4 separate regions of the Mus musculus genome follow, and all the other regions are linked to region 2. Evidence: chromatin contacts called from public HiChIP or PLAC-seq data. All regions are on one chromosome and are shown on one strand. Each heading gives the region's core, a stretch centred on a gene start, on an enhancer-like site or on the middle of the called end of the contact. The rest is flanking DNA. Distances are from core to core; before and after follow the strand shown.

Region 1 (3,197 bases), core at 173-2,672, 550 kb after region 2:
GTGGTTTATGACTGTCTGAAGTTTAGATCAAACAAATCAATGTAGCTCCCTGTAAAGAGATAAGAGACCGCGTATGGAAAAGTTTACTTTACTTTGGGGTAGGTTTTCTCTATGTAGCTTTGCCTGGCTTCAGACATAAGCCTCCTGTCTCAACCGCCTAAGGCCCGGGATTTTAGGTGTGTCATGACACCTAGCTATAAATTAAATTAGCAAGAATCTCAGTTCAAAGGGTACCAGGGTTAACTCTGAAATCATCTTACCAGAAACTAGCAAACTGTTCTAATATATTTCATATGAAAAGATGATTGAGAATGTGAAGATAACTCTTATCCAAAAAACCACATTGAATTCACAGAATTAAAGGAAGAATGGAGGAGCAAGGGGGAAGATATACTCTTATTTAAATGGAAAAACAGCCAATCCTTCAGCCTCCTTTTGAATTAAGTTGACGTAACAATTGTTGTAATGGGCATTTATCTTACTCAACTACTTCCATGTAGTACTAATATAAACAGAGAATAATAGGCTGTGGAGAGAAGTCTTGACATGTCTCACAGTAACTGGAATAACTGAGGCTGGAAAAGTTTAGGAGTTTGCTGGATACTATTTCTTGATATACAACAAACATTTGTGAAGGAATTAGGGGTGTGTATAACACTCAGAAAGCTAAGATATGCCATTAATACTGTCTAAGGGATAACAGTGCACAAGAATTTATTCCATCCTATGTCTTACTACACCTAACACTGAAGGGCTTACTGCGTCCCCAGGAACAGTCTCAGCATGGAGGGACACATTGAAACATGCAGAAAGTTCTTTGCCTTTTGTGCACTTCAGATGAGGAGCATAATTTTCTCTCTGACTTTCATATTCACAGACACCTTGTAAAGGATGGTTAAAACCTAGCCACAATGAAAATTGAGTAACATCTGGTGTTTGAGCTTTGAGGTTTTCATATTATTCACAGGTTACTGTTTACCAAGTTTGTTCAACAATTGCCTCATCACACAAAGTTCCCTTTGTCCTGTTAACACAGCCATCTACTTTGGTGTTTCTGAAACAATGCCCCATTTCACTTGGGACAGATTACAGGGTTGGTTTTAACGACAAAGGAAGCACTTTATGCGACTATTTGAACAGTACCACCTGTGGGAACTTGCCCCCGACTCTTCCCAATTCAAGATTTAAACTTTGCCCTAGTCACAGGAGGGCTGCTGTGAGCACTGCCAAGAAAACAAGAACAAGATGGACTGTCCAGAAACCCAGATCTTTTGAGCTAAGTGTCTGGAGAGAAACAGCTTGATCCACCAGCAGCTCAAACTTTGTTATCACAACAAAGCAGAACATTCCTGATTTCACTTTGTAGTGCACACTGGGACCCAGTAGGACAGCTGGTGGGTGCACACAGTGACTGAGAAAGAAGGCAGCATCTTTGCAGTGTGCCCAACAGGGCACAGCTGGTTGGGGAAGGCAGTCTAGGCATGCTCAGTTGCTGCTTTTGTTTGTTTGTTGGTTAACTGAACTGAAGGTTGAAGTCCTTTACTGTTTGTTTGTTTGTTTGTTTATTTCCTCTCCCCCCAAAAATGTTGTATAAAAGGGCTTTGGGGGGAGATAGGACAAGTTCAAGGGAAGAAAAGATCAATTGTTATTCAAGAAAATGAAAAACTAATACGATTTGTCCCTGGAAAAGAGCTATTCACCGTAAGGCTATAGTCATCATTGTCTTGGAATTTTGACTATGCTGGCATTAGGCAGGCCACTGACTGTGGCTTGTCCTTTTATTCCCCTCTGTCTAGCCTGCTCCCACCAGCTGTTAACAGAAAACAAATGTCACTAATTTTAAGGGAAATGCTTATATTGAAGCTCTTTAGTTCACAGTCAACAATTTCAAAGAAAATAGGAAGGAGATGAAAAAAACATTAGAGCTGATCACAGTGATTAACAATAGTAACAATTACATTATCTTAAATTAATGAGGCAAAGAATACAATAACAGATGTCACTAACTCTTCTTTCAAGTCCTGAATGATTCCAGAAATGATAGAAAATAAAACCCAAAGCTCACTCACTAACTCTGTCTGTCTTTCTGTCTTTCTGTCTGTCTGTCTGCCTGCCTGGCCTTATCTATCTATCTATCTATCTATCTATCTATCTATCTATCTATCTATCTATCTATCTATCTACCTACCCATCCTCTATTTTGCTCCTGTTCCTTTATTCTCTTGTCAGATCCCAAGGACTCCGTTGCCTTTGAGTTCAGACAAGAACAAGTTTTCATCCATTTTCCCACATTTTTTGAGCATTTATAAATGCTAGCTGAGTTATGAGTCATGGCCAGGCTTTGCGGTATCATTGTACCAAGAGCACATAACATGTTTTCTACCTGTCGATGTAAATTATTGCCTGCATGCAGAACTCCAGGAATGATTTGGCTTCCTGCCCACGCAAATGACTTCTCATCCTTCACATTTCAATTTAATGCCAGTGTGTACTATAAGATGTATGTTCAATCCTACAAATGAGTTGCATGTGAATTTCAATTTCAGAAAACCTGGACTGAATTTTAAAAGAAAACATTTGGGATATATTGCAGGGGAGCTGGTTGTGTGCTAGGTGCATTCTAACTATGCTGTATAGTCAAGAATACTGATAGAATTTAAGGACTACGGTGAGCTAAGAAGGAAGGAAGGGAGGGGGAGAAAAAGAGAGAGGGAAGAAGAAATGAAAGAAGGAATAAAGGAAGTCAGGTTGGTTTTTATATTTTCAACTTATATTCCTAAAGATGTAAAAGATATATTGTGTTCTTTTTCAGTTACAATTTTCCCTCCCAATTTGTCAACTCTCATCTCCTGACCACTGGCATAGTTAAGCCATGTCAAATTAGAAAGAAAGGGACAACATCTTGAAGCGGAAGGTAAGGATTCAGCAAGTATTTGTTGTATAGAGTCTTGTCTTAGTTAGGGTTTCTGTTACTGTGATAAAACACTATGACCCAAAGCAATTTAGGGAGAAATTTGAGGATTTATTTCAACTTACAGTTCCATATCATAGTCCACCACTGAGGATATTCAGGGTAGGAATCTGGAGGCAGGAGCTGATGCAGAAGCCATGGAGGAGAGCTGTTTATTGGCTAGCACCTCATGACTTGCTCAGCCTGCTTTCTTATAGAACCCAGGACAACCAGCTCAGAGATGCTA
Region 2 (3,097 bases), core at 185-2,684:
GGCCATCTAATAGCCCACTGACCAATAAGATGCTTAGTGAGGTAAGTGTGGCAGCTATGCCAATCATTCCAGCACTCAGGAGACCGAGATGGGGGATTGCTGTGAGTTTGAGGCCAGCTTAGGTTACATAGTGAGTTCCAGGCTAGCCTGAGCTACATTTAGTTCTAGACCAGCCTAGGCCACAATGGTATATATAATTTCCATGGAGTTTTTTTTTCCTAGACAATATCTAAATAGGAAGAGATAAATGGTAAACAAATTAATCAATAAGAAAATTAATAGTAAAATATTTGCAGACAATTGATTTGGGGTGATATAATAAGGGGTATCTAGATGAGTCCTTCAAGCAGAATGCCAGGTAAGACATCCTTGAGTAAGTGATAAAATTAGATTGAAGGAGATCCAACCAGGCAAAGATCAGAGGAAAGAGAATTGCAGAGAAAGGAGCATGGAGAGCAAGCAGTCTGGGAGCAGCTAGAGCGATGACAGAGGAGTCCCTGAGGATGGAGTCTAGGGAGGGGCAAGGCAGAACTCAGCTGCAGCTGAATGGAAGAAAGACAGCAACTAGTACAGGGTGGTCCTATCCATCCGGGAGAACACAGACAGCCTTGGGGTCTCCACAGGTCGGGCTGCCTGGACTTACTGATAGGTCACATGCCCTGGAGGAGAGAGAAGATTCCAGAATCTCTAGATGACAAGAATGGACCGCAGAAGCTCCTGCCTGCTCAGGTGCAGGTAGTCTGGACTAGGTGGTCACCAAGCTGCCTAGACAGTGGTCCATCCAACAGAAATGAGAGGATGCCCTCCCCACCCTCACTGCCAGATGAATCCTTCGGTTTCAAATATTTTAAATTACAGTCTTGAAGAGCAAAGGAGGCTCTTGCAAGCAGCCGAAGGAGGAGAGTGTAGTACACTCACATGGCCAAATGTTCTGTTTTTCCCCTGATGAACTATCAGTAGCAACAAGGGTGACAGCTGAGGGCGGAACTGGCTGGTGTGTGTGTGTGTGTGTGTGTGTGTGTGTGTGTGTGTGTGTGTGTGTGTATTCTGATAGCAGTCTCATATCAGAACAATTAAGTATAAACCTGAAGGCCTGCTCTCATGAAAACCTTCAATCCAGTCTCTAAGGGCCTCAAACTCAGACTTTCAAAGGGAGCCTTGCTTTGCCAACAGTCACCATTTCACTGTGTTTGCTAATTTCCCAACTCCATGAAAACCTCCAAAAGGGTGAAGATGGAGAACAGAACCTTATGGGAGCCCCAGGAACTTACAGATCCCTGAATGTCATCATGACGTTATCTCTAAAGTCCACACTGTCCCTTAGGGGCTTTTATTGACAAACTGCAGAGAAGTGACTCAAGTCTATGTCATGATCATCTTTCCCAGAACTGGGAGTTCCTCTGGCCTGCCAGACACAGGAGCATTTTTTTCCTTCTCCTCAGCCTTACTCACACATGGTGGCTCATCGCTTTGAGGGCATGGAGAGTTTCCTCATGGCCCCTGTACATTCTGTGCTGCTTTGCTGAGTGAGGAGAGGTGCACACGGCTGCATCACTGTTTTCAATTTCATTTTTCAGTTTCACCTGGGGCCAAAGTTTTCGGTATCCATATAGTTTGATTGCTTTCTGATTCACTGTGATCATATGCTTTGCAGGATAATTCATTCTTTTGCTCGAAGATATTAATAACACACAGTGTTAGTACTCTTAAGCAGACATGTAAAAGAAAAAAATTGAAACTCAGGAAGACTGAGTAACTCACATTCGAGGTCTAAGAGATGTGGCCGAGACAGGAGAATTAGACAATTGGAGACCTTCAAACCATGGCAGAGCTTTGTGGCTTCGAAGAGAACTATGCAGTTTTTCAAACCCCCAAATTATTTAATTAAACAGGACTTAAATATCTATTATAAACCCAGCCTCATGACACAGAAATATATCCATGTATTTAGTCAATAAAATATTTTAAGTACAGTATTGTACAAAAAACACGTAGCCACAAGGGCCTTGTCTTTAAGAATCCTCTGGGTAGTTAGATAAAAAAACAGATCTCTGAAGTAGTTTGATGACAGTATGAGGTAGTGTGTGAGGTAATAGATGCTGGAGGTCAGAAGAGTTCCTGCCTGACATAGTCAACCTGACCTGAAAGGCCACAGGATATGACTGGGGAACACTCTAGAAAAAGGCACTTTGGAAACAGGAACAGTGTGCATCAAAGAACTGAGCCAGTAACCATTAAAGTGTTCATGCAGCCTATCAGGTTACTTGGTGAGAAGATTTGTCAGGGACCGGGAAAAATTGTAGACTAATTTTGTCACTTGCTGAGGTAGAAGCGATAATGTCTCATACTTTGTATATGTGTGGTTATGGAATCATAATCTTTATTGTTATTATTATCTGCATGAGTCAGGCTGGAGCTAGATCTCATTAAAGAGTCCCCAGGGAATACGAAGAGGAATCGAGGTACACACATGTCAAGTGAAGTATCATCATCAGTAGCTAAGGATTTTTACCCATAGTCTGGTGCATTGAACCTCCACTGAAAAGACTCGGTCTCAAGGATTAGCTTTTTATCTGAGACCCTAAAATGAACCTAAGGCCTTGTGTGCTGGTACACACCTTCTTTCTTCTCCTTCTCCTTCTCCTTCTCCTTCTCCTTCTCCTTCTCCTTCTCCTTCTCCTTCTCCTTCTCCTTCTCCTTCTCCTCTCCATCTTCTCCTCCTTCTTCTATTTATTTATTTAATATATATCAGTACACGATCTCTCAATTCAGACACACCAGAAGAGGCCATTGGATCCCATTACAGATGCTTGTAAGCTACCAAGTGGTTGCTGGGAATTGAACTGAGGTCCTCTGGAAGAGCAGTCAGTGCTCTTAACCACTGAGCCATCTCTCCAGCCCCTACAATAGCTTCTTAAGCTAGATACAGTTACTCCGAGTTTTAGAGGTGAGGAAGCAGACTGAGATGCCCTGAGCATAAACAACAGTGGTCGAAGGAATTGAGGCAAGATCGTGAGCCCAGTTCATCAGATTTACCCTTTAGCTGCCATTTAGCTGGGATGCCTAAGTGACAATAAAACAAGTTATTATATTTTAA
Region 3 (3,262 bases), core at 318-2,817, 570 kb after region 2:
CATCTAACAAAACTACAATAGCAGGTTCTTCCCTGGGGCCTATGACCAGCCATGGGCCTTTAACCATGTTTGTAGTACGAGGAATGAATTTCTTATTGTGGAGTAGATTTCATATCTAACCAGAAAGCAGCTGATTGTCTCATGACAGTCATACTGCTGTTGTACTGGTAGACACACCAAGCCTGTCAGGTCAGTTATATAGTATGCAGAATCCAGCACTGGGTAAACCTGTTAATATCTGTTCTCCTCTAGAAAGCTGCATGGTATATCTGGCACCAAGAAAGTTGGCCAGGAGAGAGGAAGTTATTGACGTATTCACCGTGATTTCTCTATGTTCTGCATTCAAAGTGAATGGTGTCTTCAGCAATGAGCTCTTAATGTGTAGCTACAGTGCATAGTGAAAAGTACTGGCAGTAGGCTCTGTTGTTCAAGAGATTTCTAGGCCCCCTGACCAATAATTCATAGCAAGATATCCCATTTCTGGCTCTTTGATTTTTGTCTAGTAATCAACGTCATCAAAGAACAGGATGGTCCACCTATACAAGACAGAAAGACATTCAAATTTTTGAAAAAATTGTATTCTGAAATTAGCTTACTACTTAGTGGGTTTCTATAAAGCCTTTTCCGATAGCCTTAGCTTTGTTAATCCACCGGTCTCTCCAGCTCTCTATTCACCTGTCCTAACCCTGATTATTCCTTTAATACCAACTATATATCTTGGGGTTTTGCTTTTGTTTCAACTATATTTGTGTGTGTGTTGTGAGTGGTACCTACACATGTAGGTAGAGGCCAGAGATCAACATTGTGTATCTTCCTCCATTTCATTTCATCTTATTATTGAGTCAGTTGTCATTGAGCCCAGAGCATACCAATTAAATAGAGTGGGTGGTTAGCAAGTGTCAGGTACCTGCCTGTATAGTCACTAGGGATGTAGACACTCTACGCAGCCTTTACATGGGTACTTGGGATCTGAGCTTGGATCCCAACGCTTGAGCAGTACACCCTTTATTCCCTGACTCCTTTCCCTGGCCCTACAGTTTCTCATCTTAGAGCTCAGAAGCAGATATGATAGCTAAAGCCAATACAGCTAAAAACAAAATGAAAACAAAACAGGACCTTGGTGGCTATACTCATTTCTCAGGTGATACCTACATTTAGAATTCTTTGTAAAGAAAAAAAATCAACTTTTCTTTGTTTCAACCACTATTTGTGGGCATCGGTCATTTGTAATCAAACCTGATACAAACAAGGACATTTTGTGTTTGTCCACTATAGTAGTTTAGTTCCAAATGATCACTCACAGGCCATATGCTCAAGGCTCGGTTGCCAGCTCGTAAGCCTTTATGGTGGTGTCTGGATCGTGAGGCCTCTGACCTGGTCAGTGTGTTCATCCATCGATGGGCTTATAATTTGGTGCCATTGGATTCTGAGGCCTGTTACTTACTTAAACAAAGTGTGTTCCTGGAATCTTACTCTAGAAGTTTACCCCATTTTCTCTCTCTCTCCCCATCTCTCCTTTCTGGTCACCATGAGTCACAAGGTAGGCACTTGAGCTTCTATTACTCATTCTCAATCATGAGGTTCAGCCTTGTCTCGTGTCCACAGAGATGGGGACCACAGAGCCATGGAGTAAAATCTCTGAAACAGGGAGCCTGTTTCCACTTTGGTTTTTACAGGCATTCTGAGGGTTGATTTTCAAATCATTTTTGTCATAGCAACAAAAAGCAGACTAACATGCCCTGTCTCTTGGAAACATTTTTTTCAAAGGTATTAATTGCAACAACTATGTAAATCAATCAGCACCCTGTGTAGCTGAAAAGCAAAGAACTATTTGTAACACTAACCTTTTTTCATTTTTATGCTTCAGAAAGATAATTTTGCATCCTGTATACCAAATGTATTTATATGAGAATTTTCATCCTTAAAATAACCTTGACAAATGAACAATTCTGTCTTTTTAAGTATCACTGTTAAGGGTGATCACAGTGGTTAAAATGTTCATTCTGCACTCAGAATATCTCTCTACAGCGCTGTAGTCCAACTTTTGTGTGTCTGTAATACTATTATTTTTTAAACATAAAATTATGATGGTGATGATGCAAATAGGGGTTGAAGGAAAAAGAAGGTTCCAGAACAAGTCATGCCCATGGAATTGTTTTTTCCCTGCAGTAAAATTTTTATCTGAATGATATCTGGCTAAAATGTATGAATTAAAATGATAAATTAGAGCAGCAATTTTCAACCTATAGAGCTTGACCGCTTTGGGGGTCACCTATCAGATATCCTGCCTATCAGATACTTACATTATGACTCATAACAATAACAAAATTACAGTTATGAAGTAGGAACAAAGTAACACTATGGTTGGGGTCACTACAACAGAAGGAACGGTATGAAAGGGGGATGTTGAGAACCACTGAACTAGAACCTTCAGAGTCAGTTAGCATGTGTTGCTGTTCTAGGAACAACTGTAGCAAAGGCTTTAAGACTGTGAGCAAGGAGTAGTAACAAGGTGAGAGCTGGAAAGTAAGAGTTGGGTTTGGAGCTGCCAGAGTGTGTTTAACCTGTTTTTCCAACCACTAAAGACAGCCCTCCTTTCCTCTCTTCCTTTTTATTCTTTTATCTTTTGTTAGATAGTTTCATACATGGACATAAGGAATTTCAGTTATAGTTACCCTTCATCCCCTTCTCTCCCCTCCCTCCCACATCTTACCTCTTTCCTTAAAACCCTTCTTCCCCAGAAGTCCCCCTCACCCTCTCATCTTCCTTTTGCATGTGACCAGCTGAACTTCACTAGGGTTTCTCACGTGAGTATGGGTAAGAGGTTTTTGACTGGATCTCGGTCAACTATACCACAGAAGAAAATGGCACGCTTTCTCCCACCAACTGGTAACTGCCAATAGCTCTTCAAAGGAGGCCCTTCCCAGATTCAAGTGCTGCCGACAGGCCCAATCTTGTGTAGACCTTATGCAAATAACCACAGCTGTGATGTGTTCCTGTGTCTCACCCAGAACACATCTTCAGCTTGCCTTGACACACAGTGCATCTGAGGGTAGAGGTATTTATTTTTTATTGCATTACATCCTTATCCACTAACTCTCACATTTTTGCTATCCCCCTCCTTCAATCTCCCTTAGGCCTCCTCCTTTCTTTCAAAGAGATAACTCAGTGACTGTCTCAGTTGATGAGTCAACAACTGAGTCTGTATGAGTGACAAGAAATCTCTGGCTTCCTGTGAGTTAAAATTCTTACTGCCACATGC
Region 4 (3,174 bases), core at 48-2,547, 610 kb after region 2:
TAAAACCTCATTTAAATGTTCACAGTTCATAAAGATCACTATGTACCTTTGTGCCCCTGCTTGATGTTGTGTGCACTGATTCAGAGCAGCACTAAGCCATAGAAAGACCATGTGCACAGTGAGAGCCTCCTTCATTCAACACACACTGCGTTAGTGTCCTAATCACCTGCTCAACGCTGGTCCGGCCTCGCCCTATCCAGCTCTGTGATGTTCCTCTCCAGAACTCAATGTTCTCACCTCACTCATGACAAATCCATCAGACTCAAACTCAAGGACTGCCTCCAGAGTTACCATCACAGCCATACTTGCAAAGCTGCCAAGGTTGTGTAAAACAGGGCAAGTGGAGAAACTGGCACAGGCCAGAGGAGAGTAAGGAGATATGGCAACTGAATGCAAGGTGGGATCCTGGACCAGACAAGGGGGGCCTTGGTGGGAGAGCTGTGGAATCCAAGATAAAGCTGTTGTCTTGTCAGTTGAAGAGCGCCACACTCTGACAAGCGTGTCATAGTCACCTGAGATGCTGACAAGAGGGGAAACTGGCAAAGCACACAGTGAGAACCCCTCATGATGTCTTTACAACATCTCATAAATATGTAGTGATTTCAAAAACAAACTTTGTTTAAAGCATGTAGATAGAGAGATAGATGGATAGATAGATGGATAGATAGATAGATAGATAGATAGATAGACAGACAAAATCACCCTAATTCGACTTCTCAACAACTTAGTGACAATATAGGAAATAACAGGTGGACACCTGTCTTTTATTACTCTGTGACTCTACACTGTGCACTATGAATAAATATATTAGTCAAGATGAGATCTCTTAGTTGAAACTGATAGAAATTTCAACTGAAAAATAAGTAAACTGATAAGCTGATTTGATAGGTTAAGGTGCTTGCCAGCAAGCCTCATCACCCTGAGTCTGAGCCCCAGGACCTTCATGACCCAGCTTCGCAAGTTGTTCTCAGACCTATACATACATGTGTGTATATGTGTGGCATGCACTCACATATACGTCTGCACCCACAATAGGAATGTGATCAACATAAGAAAAAGTCAATTTTCCCTGGTTCATATGACCGAAATTCTGGTGGGTGTGATTCTGGCTCCAGATAAAAAGGGGGGGGGAGGTGGTGTCATCAGCTCTCCCTCATCTGCTGCCCCACCTTCCATTGCATTTGCTTCATCCTGAAACTTTGATCACGACCCTGCGTACTTCTGACTCATATCCTCTCAGTTCAGCTTCATCAGAAAAGAGAATAGGCTTCTTTTTCAACAGAGCATCTTGGTGATTCTGACTGAATCATGTGCCCAGGCACAAACCCCTATGACTCAGGATTGCAACACCTAGGTCCTGAGGTGTGAGTTAAGGTGGGGAGGGAATGCTTTTGTTGCTCACTGACTAATAGTTGTTCCTTAAAGGGGAAGCCTATCTTCTTGAGACAGGCCTGAATAAGTGGATATAGAATAACAAAGGGCCTCCTCCAGGCTTCTGTCCTGGTTCACAGCCAACACGTCTCTCTAGAGACTATCTCCAAAGTATCCTCGTGTCTTCCTGAACCTCACTCATGGTACTTCTAGCAGCCCAGGGTGTAGGGCAGGTGGACTTCCCTGCCATAAAAGAATCCATGCTGTTGTACTCTATGAGTTAAATCCTCCTTCACAGCAGCTACATTTTCTCCTGCCCCTCTCATCCCTAGCTCACTTACAGTTTCTGAAGCTGGCATGCTAAGCAGCAATCGCCATTTGATGTAGATGTGGCTTCACAACTGTACTGTGAGCCAGCAATACCTTCCCGACAAGAGCTTTTATGGTTATCATCAGTGACTCCAGCCCTTCTCTGGGAAAATTTAAACTGTTTCTTAATCTTGTGTTTTGTCTTGGCTTTGGTTTCAGGGAGAGCTCAACTTCTCCATGCTGCTTGTCCATAAGTCACTGGCGTTTGATGTTTCAGCTTTAAGCATGCCTTCTGCCTGTAATTTTTCACTTTACCTTCTTTAAGTTCACTTGGACCATTTGGGCAAAGCATAATTTCATGCTATTAACATACTCTTGGGTGGGAGCATGGAGAAGCAAACAGAGTGTGTTTTTCTGCCACCTGGGAGATCATATAAAGTAGTCAATGTCTACACTTTAACTGATTGTTGATGTCCACATTGATAGCTCCAACTGAAAACATTTGAAATTACCTCCCAGAAGCTGTTTTCCAGCTTAAATGAAGATGCTTGGACCACATCTACAGTGGACCACAAGTGCCAGGAAGTTAACATTCTCAGGAATAGGCATGAACAAGTGACAGGAGTTGGTAACTAAATACCCCTGTTTCTTTCCTTCTTGGGATTCTTTTGCCCTGTGAAGGAAATGCCTTAAAGTCGCCTGGGGAAATAGCAAAACCTCTTCTGCTCAGGCCTTAGGCAAGATGCCACTGTTTCCATGGAGGAAGAAACCAATCCTGTCTTGAGAGGGTAGAAGACTGGCACAGATCCACAGCTTTGAAGAAGATGTAGAGAAAAACAGCCCCCTGCTCCTAGGGGAGGAACAAAGGACCACCATCAGCGCCTAAGCCTAAGCTAGCAAGCAAAGCCTGAAAATGCTCGTCTATCCGAGGCTGATCACATATCCACAGCAGTGCTTCTCAGCTACAGGGACATGGGACCAGGATGATGAAAAGCTACTGCCTCTCCAGAACAAAGTAGAGAGGTAAGCTTGAAATGCAGAGAAGGAAAAGGAAGCCCTCCATCTCCAGTATGGTACCAACACAGAGGAGCAAGCAACAAAATCTATTGAGTGGAAGGGGTTCTCAGAGGTAAGAAAACACAGCAGCCTGAAACAAGGATGAGTACAGAGGAAAAACCCTCCTCATGCTGGTGCCACACAAAGGCCAAGGAAGAGCAAACTGGAGACGTGGGAGCCTGTGGGGTATCAAGAGTCACAAAACAACAAAATCCAACTCCAGCTTAGCTCCTAAGGGCCTGACAGAAAAGGCTTACAAATTTGTGGACTCAGATTGGTTTTAAATCATTCTCTCCTGCTAAATACATAATGTCTTCTACTTAAATTTTAAAATGAACATACATACGAACAATTTTAGAGGTAAGAGAAAAAGAAAACAATCAATAGAGCTCAGATCCAGAAGTGGCCCAAACGTTGAAACCATGAGCTACATAGCAA

Evidence for each region. HiChIP or PLAC-seq counts read pairs in DNA pulled down with a chosen protein or histone mark.
Region 1: a FOXA1 HiChIP or PLAC-seq map of pancreatic cancer cells shows a contact between it and region 2. The contact joins two enhancer-like sites. A contact is called at or near these places in 8 of 39 promoter capture datasets (the HPC-7 cell line, cranial neural crest, embryonic stem cells and 5 more), 1 of 484 Hi-C or Micro-C datasets (bone marrow-derived macrophages), 3 of 115 datasets of contacts at active chromatin or transcription factors (the NIH/3T3 cell line, embryonic stem cells and pancreatic cancer cells) and 1 of 9 other capture datasets (embryonic stem cells).
Region 3: a FOXA1 HiChIP or PLAC-seq map of pancreatic cancer cells shows a contact between it and region 2. The contact joins two enhancer-like sites. A contact is called at or near these places in 5 of 39 promoter capture datasets (the C10 cell line, hematopoietic stem and progenitor cells, liver and 1 more), 1 of 15 datasets of contacts at CTCF or cohesin (the NIH/3T3 cell line), 1 of 484 Hi-C or Micro-C datasets (bone marrow-derived macrophages), 2 of 115 datasets of contacts at active chromatin or transcription factors (CD8 T cells and pancreatic cancer cells) and 1 of 9 other capture datasets (embryonic stem cells).
Region 4: a contact with region 2 is called in an H3K27ac HiChIP or PLAC-seq map of the NIH/3T3 cell line, with 2.7 times the contacts expected there. The contact joins two enhancer-like sites. A contact is called at or near these places in 9 of 39 promoter capture datasets (the 3T3-L1 cell line, the C10 cell line, embryonic stem cells and 4 more), 1 of 484 Hi-C or Micro-C datasets (bone marrow-derived macrophages) and 4 of 115 datasets of contacts at active chromatin or transcription factors (the 3134 cell line, the NIH/3T3 cell line, cardiomyocytes and 1 more).

What each region holds. Positions count from the first base shown.
Region 1 is chr2:61,245,754-61,248,950 of GRCm38.p6, forward strand. No RefSeq gene overlaps it. Among named protein-coding and RNA genes, the nearest start is that of Gm26422, 33 kb to the right of the region's middle. Within about 2 kb of position 1,423, at least 56 of the 459 cell types and tissues checked have an H3K27ac peak or open chromatin away from gene starts, as enhancers often do. A contact at or near this core is called in the NIH/3T3 cell line and pancreatic cancer cells, where this site is marked.
Region 2 is chr2:60,698,822-60,701,918 of GRCm38.p6, forward strand. All of the region lies in intron 2 of Gm33436 (a long non-coding RNA gene), which reads left to right. It also overlaps a transcript of Itgb6 not described here. Among named protein-coding and RNA genes, the nearest start is that of Gm33436, 7.8 kb to the left of the region's middle. Within about 2 kb of position 1,435, at least 71 of the 459 cell types and tissues checked have an H3K27ac peak or open chromatin away from gene starts, as enhancers often do. A contact at or near this core is called in the NIH/3T3 cell line and pancreatic cancer cells, where this site is marked.
Region 3 is chr2:61,266,349-61,269,610 of GRCm38.p6, forward strand. No RefSeq gene overlaps it. Among named protein-coding and RNA genes, the nearest start is that of Gm26422, 12 kb to the right of the region's middle. Within about 2 kb of position 1,568, at least 29 of the 459 cell types and tissues checked have an H3K27ac peak or open chromatin away from gene starts, as enhancers often do. A contact at or near this core is called in the NIH/3T3 cell line and pancreatic cancer cells, where this site is marked.
Region 4 is chr2:61,308,109-61,311,282 of GRCm38.p6, forward strand. No RefSeq gene overlaps it. Among named protein-coding and RNA genes, the nearest start is that of Gm26422, 29 kb to the left of the region's middle. Within about 2 kb of position 1,298, at least 44 of the 459 cell types and tissues checked have an H3K27ac peak or open chromatin away from gene starts, as enhancers often do. A contact at or near this core is called in the NIH/3T3 cell line, where this site is marked.